Linked DNA regions of Triticum aestivum: region 2 is linked to region 1. A link is a contact called in public Hi-C data. All regions are on one chromosome and are shown on one strand. Each heading gives the region's core, a stretch centred on a gene start, on an enhancer-like site or on the middle of the called end of the contact. The rest is flanking DNA. Distances are from core to core; before and after follow the strand shown. Region 1 holds the start of LOC123167438. Region 2 holds the start of LOC123169681 (protein FAR1-RELATED SEQUENCE 5).

The links. Hi-C and Micro-C count contacts between places; a contact is called where the count stands out from the background.
Region 2: a contact with region 1 is called in a Hi-C map of leaf, with 3 times the contacts expected there. The contact joins the promoter of LOC123169681 here to the promoter of LOC123167438 in region 1. A contact is called at or near these places in 2 of 5 Hi-C or Micro-C datasets (both in leaf).

The regions. Positions count from the first base shown.
Region 1 is chr7D:471,650,487-471,655,253 of IWGSC CS RefSeq v2.1, forward strand. It overlaps LOC123167438, which reads right to left and starts at 2,163. Exons shown (of 4, transcript XR_006483929.1): 1 at 1,734-2,163.
Region 2 is chr7D:471,849,251-471,853,666 of IWGSC CS RefSeq v2.1, forward strand. It overlaps LOC123169681 (protein FAR1-RELATED SEQUENCE 5), which reads right to left and starts at 2,089. Exons shown (of 4, transcript XM_044587557.1): 1 at 1,591-2,089; 2 at 1-1,484. The coding sequence starts at 571. It overlaps LOC123169679 (T-complex protein 1 subunit epsilon), which reads right to left. Exons shown (of 9, transcript XM_044587556.1): 7 at 3,380-3,546; 8 at 3,180-3,293; 9 at 2,260-2,728. The coding sequence ends at 2,558.

The DNA of each region.
Region 1 (4,767 bases), core at 913-3,412:
GAATTTTCTAAATTTGATCTTCACAACTACGAAAAAAGGAGAATAAATGTAGGACGTCATTTACACATGCAATCCACATGCCATCAATCTGGCTTACAAAATTGGTTCACAGGAGACCGAGATGCTGGGTTAGAATGTTTTTAGATTGATTGTAGGGTGGATGCAGCAGTAGGGATCTCTTGAATCTGGATGATGTGCCGTTCAGGAGTGGCGGCGAAGGACATCCGTGAGTTCTTGCTAATCATTAAAAATAGGAAGCTTCAGTTCACAAGAAACCAAATCTCTTTTAATCTATCAGTACTGCTTGGGCAACCTGAACGATGTACTTTGGCTGGAGCACGAGCAGACTTATTTCATATAAGTCTCTCTCTTTCTTACTTTTTTTGTGTGTGTGGTAGGACAGTACTTGTAATATAACATACTAATACTCCAATTTTGGAGTTTGCATACTGATAGTCCAAAATAAAAAAGGTACATCATACATTTTTCTGGAGTTTTGATCAAAAATTCCAAAAAACGGCAGCCCATTGATATTTGGAAAAGAGGTTTGAGGTGAACCAGATCTTGAAGCAAGTTAATTCTCAATCATGTGTCAGGCGTATAACACTTCCTCGGGGTAACTGAATTTAACAGTACGAATAGCATATATAGGTGGTTTCTGATGGTCATCACGATACATCAAACCAAACAAATAGAACATTTTTGTGATGACAAAATTACAGGAAGTCAGTATGATTCTACCTACATCAATCTACCAGAAGGTACATGTTACAGTAAGCAACTGAAGGATATATAAAATCCTGTCAAACTCATGCTCTTTTCAGATTTCAGTTTCAAAAAGATTCTGAAACATAACAGACATGTCACAAAAAGCCATCAAAAGAAACCGATCAATCAATCAGATCAAATTCTACTGACACGTCCATCTCCCTTGTTCATCCAGAAGGAAGCAGAAATAGGTGTCCTAACAGCCAGCGAGACCAAGACAACCACAGGCGGCACGGCCGTCGGCCACACACCAAGATTCCGGCTCCCACGGTCAGTCAACGTGGCTCTGCTAGAGGACAACCACATGGGCGTCACACTGACTCGAAGACCACATGCATGTGGAGCATGATCATGGTGGCAGACTCCGACGACCACGAGTGCAGCAACTCCGGCGGCCAACAAACTTGTGTATGTGCTAGGTACTGTTGTGAATAGAAGGAACATGCAAGCTTGCTATGAATGTGACGAAAAATGGCATTGTAGACCTGTGATGTCCTGACTTGATTGAACTGGAAACATAAAAGAAAAAATGGGAGGGAGATGAACAATTGTCGAGCCGAATGTGGTGTGTACTTGTATTAGTTAAAACTGATTCATTTTCTGTACGATTTTATCTTTGAAAGATGGTTGGAAGAGAAATCTTATTTACATGTAGATTAATTCTGCAGATGACTGGTCGTGTTTTTGCTTGTTTGCAAGCTGCAACAACTGAATTTCTTTACTTTGCACATGGAATATGTAGACCGGTGGAATTTGACAGCATAATAGCATCTGTATATTACAAAATTTGATAGGCCCCTGCAATTTGACAGCATATTAGCAATATATCAGAAAACTTGGCTGACCCATGGTTTCTGCGACTCAAGAACATGAAGAATGAGTGATTTCTGTTGCTCGAGAACATGGCGATTGAGGACCAGATCGAGGGGAAGTAGGAAAAGAGGGGAGATGAATCGATTAATTACCTGATGGTCAAGTCTACGCCACCTGTGGCCTGGTTGGTGTCGCTCGACCGGCCGGCTCCAAATCCCTCCATCTCCTGCGCCCGTCCACCGTCGCCCCGCTCTGGCGAGCTCCTGCCTAGGACGCCACACCTCCCCTCCTTTCTCCCTTCTTCTCTCCCTCACCTCCATTCTTCTTTCCGCCCAGGAGCCGCAGATGTCATGGATCCGCCCGGGAGGCCACGCCCCAGCCTTCCTCATCGTCACTGGCGACCCCGGCGTCGCCGCCCGCCTCCGAATCAGCCTCCCCAGCCCCTGCCGTGCACGGATCTGGCCCGTGCAAGCAGCCACCGCCGTCGTTCCGCCGCCCACAGGCCACAGCTGCTCGTTCTGCACGGGTCTTTTTTGCAGCGTGTCTCAGAGCCATCTGAAAGAGAATCGCGGCCGGAATACACCAAAATGCAGGGTTCTTTTTGTAAGAACGAAACGTTTTCTCTGCTAGTCACTTAAAATAGAACCGCGGGTTGAATTCCCAAAACCAAGGGGACTTTTCAGCAAAAAGGCTAATGACGGACGACCAGAAGCAATCAGTGCTTTATTAGTAGGGAAAGATTGGCGTTTGAGGGGATGGATCAGGAACATGGATGGATACGTACCCTGTACGTTATTGGCAGTACGTACTGTGGTGCGCTCACGGCTCACATACGTATAATGTATTGCCGCCTTGACCGATGCCGGATGGCCGGGCTACGGACTGCTGCGCGGCGCACGCAGAGGCGGCCGAGAAACAGGCAGGCCGACTGTGACCGACGAGAGGACGCACGTTCGAAGACGAACCGACGAGAGGACGAAGCCGAGCGAAAGGCTTGAGATCTTTGATTGATTTGTTTCACAAGAGAAACAAGCGGCCGTGCGTCGCATCAGGCGTGAGTAACGCCGCCGGACGCTTCGCTAATCGCTAGATTCGTTTCTTTTCTCTGGAATTTTTTTCTTACCTACTACCTCCGTACCGAAATAAGTGTTTCAACTTTGTACTAGCTCTAGTACAAATTTATACTAAACTCAAGACACTTATTTTAAGACGGAGGGAGTATTTTTTAGGGATTTCTTACCTATTTTTGCTGGACTATAGTTATACTGCATCATGGGCCCCCTCCCCGGCCTGGGCCCTGGGCCGTCGCCCCTTTGGCCATACCCCAGGGCCGGCCCGGGTCTCCAAGCGCCTCGCCATGAGCCGCCCTGCGGCCACTGCCGCCGTGCCTCGAGCAGGCTGGGCCACCCGCCCCCGTTGACTCGAGCTGCCCTCATCGGTGTGTCGGCTTCGCGCTGCCTCTGCTTCAAGTCGCCACTGCCTCCGCCGAGTCACTGCCCCTTTTCACCGAGAGCCTCCTCAATCACCTTTAGAACTGCGTCAGGACTCGGTTGCTACCTCCGCTAACCCGCCGGCCGCTGACTCGCCAGGCGCTTTGAAACCACCCTGCTGACCCGCCGGATGGGGCAGTCGCCGAGCGCCTCCGCTGAGCGCCTGAGTTGCCGTCGAGCGGTCTCGCCTTCGTCACCGGCCTCGTGCCAATCTGTCTGTCATAGCTCGTGTGTGACTTTGCTGCTGAGCAGCCTTGCCTTTGAGCGCCTGATTGAAAGCAGTACAACCCGCTTCAAAGCAGCACAACCAATCAGCAAAGCCAGCGGACATCCATTACTACTCCTACAAAAAGTCATCTACAGTCCACGTGAAGGCCGAAGCCAACCCAATAATCAAAAACTTCCAATTAGCACTCCTACTCATCACGTGAAGGTTACAGGGCTAGACAAAAAATCCCATACAGAGTAAAAGGTTAAAAAAGCTATCTCTGCCACTTACGTAAAGTGACTTGGGCACATATTGATGAAGAAAGCTAACGGAAGTAGGAATATTGCACAATACCAGTACTTTTGCTCTTGTTCACGGCAAGGATGATTGTTGTATCATGGATAGATACCGTGCCTGGGATTGACTCTCCCGTCCGAGCGGCTTATTGTGTCGATGATTGACTCATCCGTCTGCGCGGTTTATTGCGCCTGCGATTGACTCGTCCGTCCGTACAGGCTTACAACACCGCGGCCGGCTCATCTGTCCGCTCCCGCGGTCGACTTGGCCGTGATTAATTTCAGCTTCACCGTGATGATCATCAACTCTGCGGTGGATATTTACTGGCCTGACATTTCAGGTGAAATCCATCCAGTATATTTTTATATTATATATGGCTTTCTTTAAAAGAGCAATTACTCCGGCTTGCAAAGTTATCTAATGCAGGACCCTAAACCGCCATATTGGTGCAAATTTAAAGGCCGTTAGAAAATTTCCGGCTTAAAAAGAAGGATTCCGGTTTAAAATCCGGCTCAAGGGAAGGTTGTCTCCCACAAAGATTTGAAGCTCTCAGTATCCGGTTTAAGAATTTCTGGTTCAAAAGAATAATCTCTCGCAAGTTCGAGTTCTCAGGAAAAATTAAAGGGACCAAAGAGAGTCTGCTGCAAAAGCACAGCTCAAACATAGGTGCCCCTTGAGCACAGCTCACAATATCACTTGGGGGGCTTGGTCGTATTCGAACCATAGCTACACCTCTTGATCGGCGTAAGGCCACCAGGAAAATCACTTGGGGACTTGGTCGTATTCGAACCATAGCTACACCTCTTGATCGGCGTAAGGCCACCAGGAAAATCACTTGGGGACTTGGTCGTATTCGAACCATAGCTACACCTCTTGATCGGCGTAAGGCCACCAGGAAAATCACTTGGGGGCTTGGTCGTATTCGAACCATAGCTACACCTCTTGATCGGCGTACGGCCACCAGGGAAATCACTTGGGGGCTTGGTCGTATTCGAACCATAGCTACACCTCTTGATCAGCGTAAGGCCACCAGGGAAATCACTTGGGGGCTTGGTCGTATTCGAACCATAGCTACGCCTCTTGATTGGCGTAAGGCCACCAGGGAAATCACTTGGGGGCTTGGTCGTATTCGAACCATAGCTAACACCTCTTGATTGGCGTAAGGCCACCAGGGAAATCACTTGGGGGCTT
Region 2 (4,416 bases), core at 839-3,338, 200 kb after region 1:
CTTTTTGGAAACATTCGAATATGACCGGAGTGTAAACTTGGCTTGCTTGGACCAGCATGGGTGTTCTCATTTTGACCCTAGGTACTAGCTCCCTTGACTCATACTCCGAACTCAACTCAATGTCTCGTTTCCCTTGCACAACCCTTTCAAAATGCTTGAAAAAACGGATCACATCAAGATCTGATTTCAAATGGTGCTTGAGGTCATTGTTCAAACTTTCACTTAGTTGTGTACTTCGCATCCCCAAGGTGAATGCATCCTTCATATAACATACAACCCACTTCTCTTTTACCTTATAAATGCTATCAAACCAAGTTTGTTTCTCTACTTTAGTTCTCATGGTGTGAAAAGCTTCCTCAAAATTTTCCAGCTCTTCGTACTCGAACATGCAAGCACTAAAGTCTGCAAGAATATTTGATTCTTCCTTTTCCTTGTCCTCTTCATTTTCTTTGTCCTTGTCCTTGTCCTTGTCCTTGCGACAAGATAAATGTTTAACGGCATTTTGCATTATGTGAAAAGTGCATAGCCCATGTCGTGTTGCTGAAAACACACTCTCCACTGCATTTCCCATTGCAATGTCTTGATCGGTATATATGGTCTTGGGCTGCTTCTGATTGTGTATTGACAGAAAAGTTTCAAAAAGCCATCTAAAAGATTCAAATGTTTCATCGTACAGAAGACAAGCACCAAAAAAATAACAGTTTCTCTGAAATGATTGAACCCAACAAATACGCCAAACGGCTGATGCTCCTTGTTTGTTCCAAATGTGGTGTCAAAAGTTACAACGTCACCGAAATGAGCATAGTCAATTATCATTCTTGCATCAGCCCAGAATATATTTGTGATCTGTTCTTCACAATCATGTTGTATCTCATATTGAAATGATGGATTTTCTCGGATTTTATCCTGGAAATATTTCAAGATACTTCCTGCTTCACCATATTTTAGTTCCCTTTGGCGCTTAGTACGCAAGTAATTTTTGTGATCCCGTTGAATGTAGCCAAGGATGGATGATCCGCCAACTCGCCGGCAAGCTGATTCATGTGCAGCTTTTGGTCCAATACCCGAATCATCGGCAATTTCAATCTCAAACGCTTGAATTTCAGTTATCTTCCGCTGTGAGGGCATGAGGTGGCATGTTTCTTGCAACTGCAACATGTGATTGTGTTCAAGAACAAGATCAAAAACTTCGTAATTTACCATTTTCCCGATCTATTGTGAGACCCATACGAGCTTGGCAACCAGTCCTAATTTCTGCTCGAGGTTGCTTAATATGCTTATCTCTTTTGTCTTTTCCTCGACGACCCTCTTTACGACACACAAATCTGCATGAAGTAATTGTTCCGTCAAATTTGCTCGGATTTGAGTACCTTTTCCTAACACCAAACCCAACTCTGCCACCATAATGCTCCCAAAAAATCCAAGCCTCATCCAAACTGCTAAACTTCATGCCAATTTGTGGTATCCAGCTTGGTACATCATTTCTGTAAAATAGCCAACACCAGACAATGGTTAGGAGATTGGACACAATTGTTTCGTCTAAAACATAAAGAGGATTATGTTGCTGTTGTTGCAATGCTTCTCACTTACCCAATTGAAGCAGAGGTCTGGTTTTCCTCGTTGATTTGTTGGTTCTCCATGCTACAGAAGCTCACTTGGGTGGATTGCACAAAATCAGCAGCGATTAAACAGACTTCAGAGTGATGTAGAAAAGATAAGAAGATGAGGGTGAAGGTGGACTGTGGCCGACGGCAAACAAGATCGTGAATTGTGTTTTACCTTCAAGAATATGGAGAGCGCGAGGGTTAATGGAGGGAGGCAGCGGCGTTCGAATGCCGTCAGCCACGGCAGCCCGCCGTCTTCCGAGTTGATCGCCGTTTGTAACGACGACCCGCCGTCTTCAGCGATGATCGCCGGCGGCCACGGCGGCGCGCCAGTGGATGATCGTCTTCGTCTCTCCGCGCCCAGCCGAGAACCTGGCTTTTGGCGCCAGAATACGAGCCGGCGGCTGCTTTTTGACGCTGCCGGCGGCTGCTTTTTGGCGCCAGCGAAAGAAAGGAAGGAGAGATTTGGCACGCGCCCTGCGTGCGTACGTGGATAGGGCTGTTTTGCTGTTCGTTGGATGCGCTTGATGAGATAAGAACGGCTGAGATTATGCTACTGCCGTGCCTTCTTCACGGCAGACGAGCCGCGTCCGTAACTTGGTACACATCATATGTCTGACCCACACCAACTTTACCTGAGATACTTTAGACAAAGTGAACAAAAAAATGAAACAATTACGATAAAGCAGACAAATTAGTGGTCCAAAACCATAGCATTAAGCATCCGAACAACACAACGAAGGGCTAAAACTGGTATCGACAGGATATGTGCTACTGTCTCAAGCTCTACAAAGTGTGAACTCACGTCACAAAACTAGATAGCTCGTCAATCAAAACAAGTGACCACTCCATGTAAGAATTCTAGGAGCAAATCCAAATCAACCCATATAAAATATGCTGACTAATGGAGTGCATGCCACTTAGCACAGTCGATTCCGTTCTTGAAGGCGTCATCAATACTCAGAAGGCGTTATGACATCATCAATCTTGAGGATCATCTTGACCACCTGTGTTGCCAGCAAGATCTGCTGCTGCTTGCCGATCAGAGTCTCGAAAACATTCTGCTCTTTCATGTCATTGGTACCAACATCATTGCAATCGATGCCACAGCGGGAATTGTTCTCCTAGAAATATGTTCAGAAATGAAATGTTACCCTCAGTTCAGAAGGAATGACATAACAATACTCCCTCTGTAAACTAATATAGATTTTATATTAGTTTACAGAGGGTGTGGTAGATATAAGCTCAAAAACACTGGTGACTGGCAGTGACATGCCAAGAAGGTCAGCGCTGGTTTCTGGAACCCTTACATCGTACACTACATAATGTGACTTGAGATGATGGTACAACGTGTACAGCATCAAGCACACTCAATGCCAGGTGGGGAAGGACTAAGGACTAAGCACAGGCACTAGCCAAAAGTAACTTCTGAAATAAACTCTATCACAAGACAAATAAAAACACATGCGGCTAATTAGTAGGAGTATAACAGAAGGAGGATTTTTAACATGAGAAGAACAGGCTGACAACCGACATTATAAAGTGATGTCAAAATCAACAGAGAAAACAGAATACCTTGACATGTTGGGATTTTACGACGGTGAGAGTATCAATAGGCGGCAAACCACTGTTTTCAGCTAAAGCTAGTGGAATGGCATCCAAAGCATCAGCAAATGCCCTGATTGCATACTGAAAGTACAAAGAAGCACAATTAGAAGAAAACATAATACATATATGGCTTTCTTTTGTAGTACCAGTTCCGAAACCCCAATTACCTGCTCGACTCCAGGATGACGATCTGCTGCAGCATCAACAGCAATTGAGCAAGATATTTCTGCTGAGCCACCACCATACACAATTGAGTTGTTGATGATCAGATTCCTTGCCACACATAGAGCATCATGAATACTTCGCTTGGTCTCTTCAATCATCATTTTGTTGCCTGTGCAATGCCAGAATATACCAATCAGAAGATACCCGTATAAATTATTAGCTTAGATATGACTGAAATGTATACTACCCCTGTATTGGTTTATTGGTCCCCTTAGTATTTTGTGCCAAATTTTGAACATTGATTTAATTAGCAAAATATGAATGCATGTCACAAAAAATAGTATCATTGGAAACTATGTTCAAATACGAATCAAACAATATAAATTTTGGTGACATGCATTAACATTTTGTCAGTTAAATCTATGGTCAAATTTAGGCACAAAATACAAAGAGGACCAATAAACCAGGATGGAGGTAGTACTAACTAAGACTGGAAAACAGCAGTTAGGCTTGGTGTTTCTCAGATATTTTGAGGACTTCAATCTTACAATCCTAAAAAAGTAACAGCACACAACTAAATAGTACAGATGATTTTAATGTTATGATATGACTATTACCGATTTAACAGCCTAGGTTATGTTCAGATTGTGACCAAAGTGTACCTTCCCAATTTTTCGGTCATCACAAAAGAAGCATTGGCTTTTTGTTTGGATGGATACCAACTGTTTGGCATGCAAATGTTCATTTACCAACTGTTCACTTTCTAGCTAATCTGTTGGCAAGCAAAACCTCAACCAAAATTTTGGCTAGCAACTTCTTGACAGGGCAACCATGGGCACAAACCAAACATGCCCTTATTAAGCCCCAGAACTACATAACCAGTGAGCTCCAAACTGGCAAGGAGTTATATTAAACCCTACAGTGGTTTTGAGGGTGGTACTGAATATATAGCTCAATGATTTGGATTAGTTGCCAACAGACTCCGACATCACCCAGATCAACATTTGAGGGCCTATTGGACGACTTTGGATAGTTCATG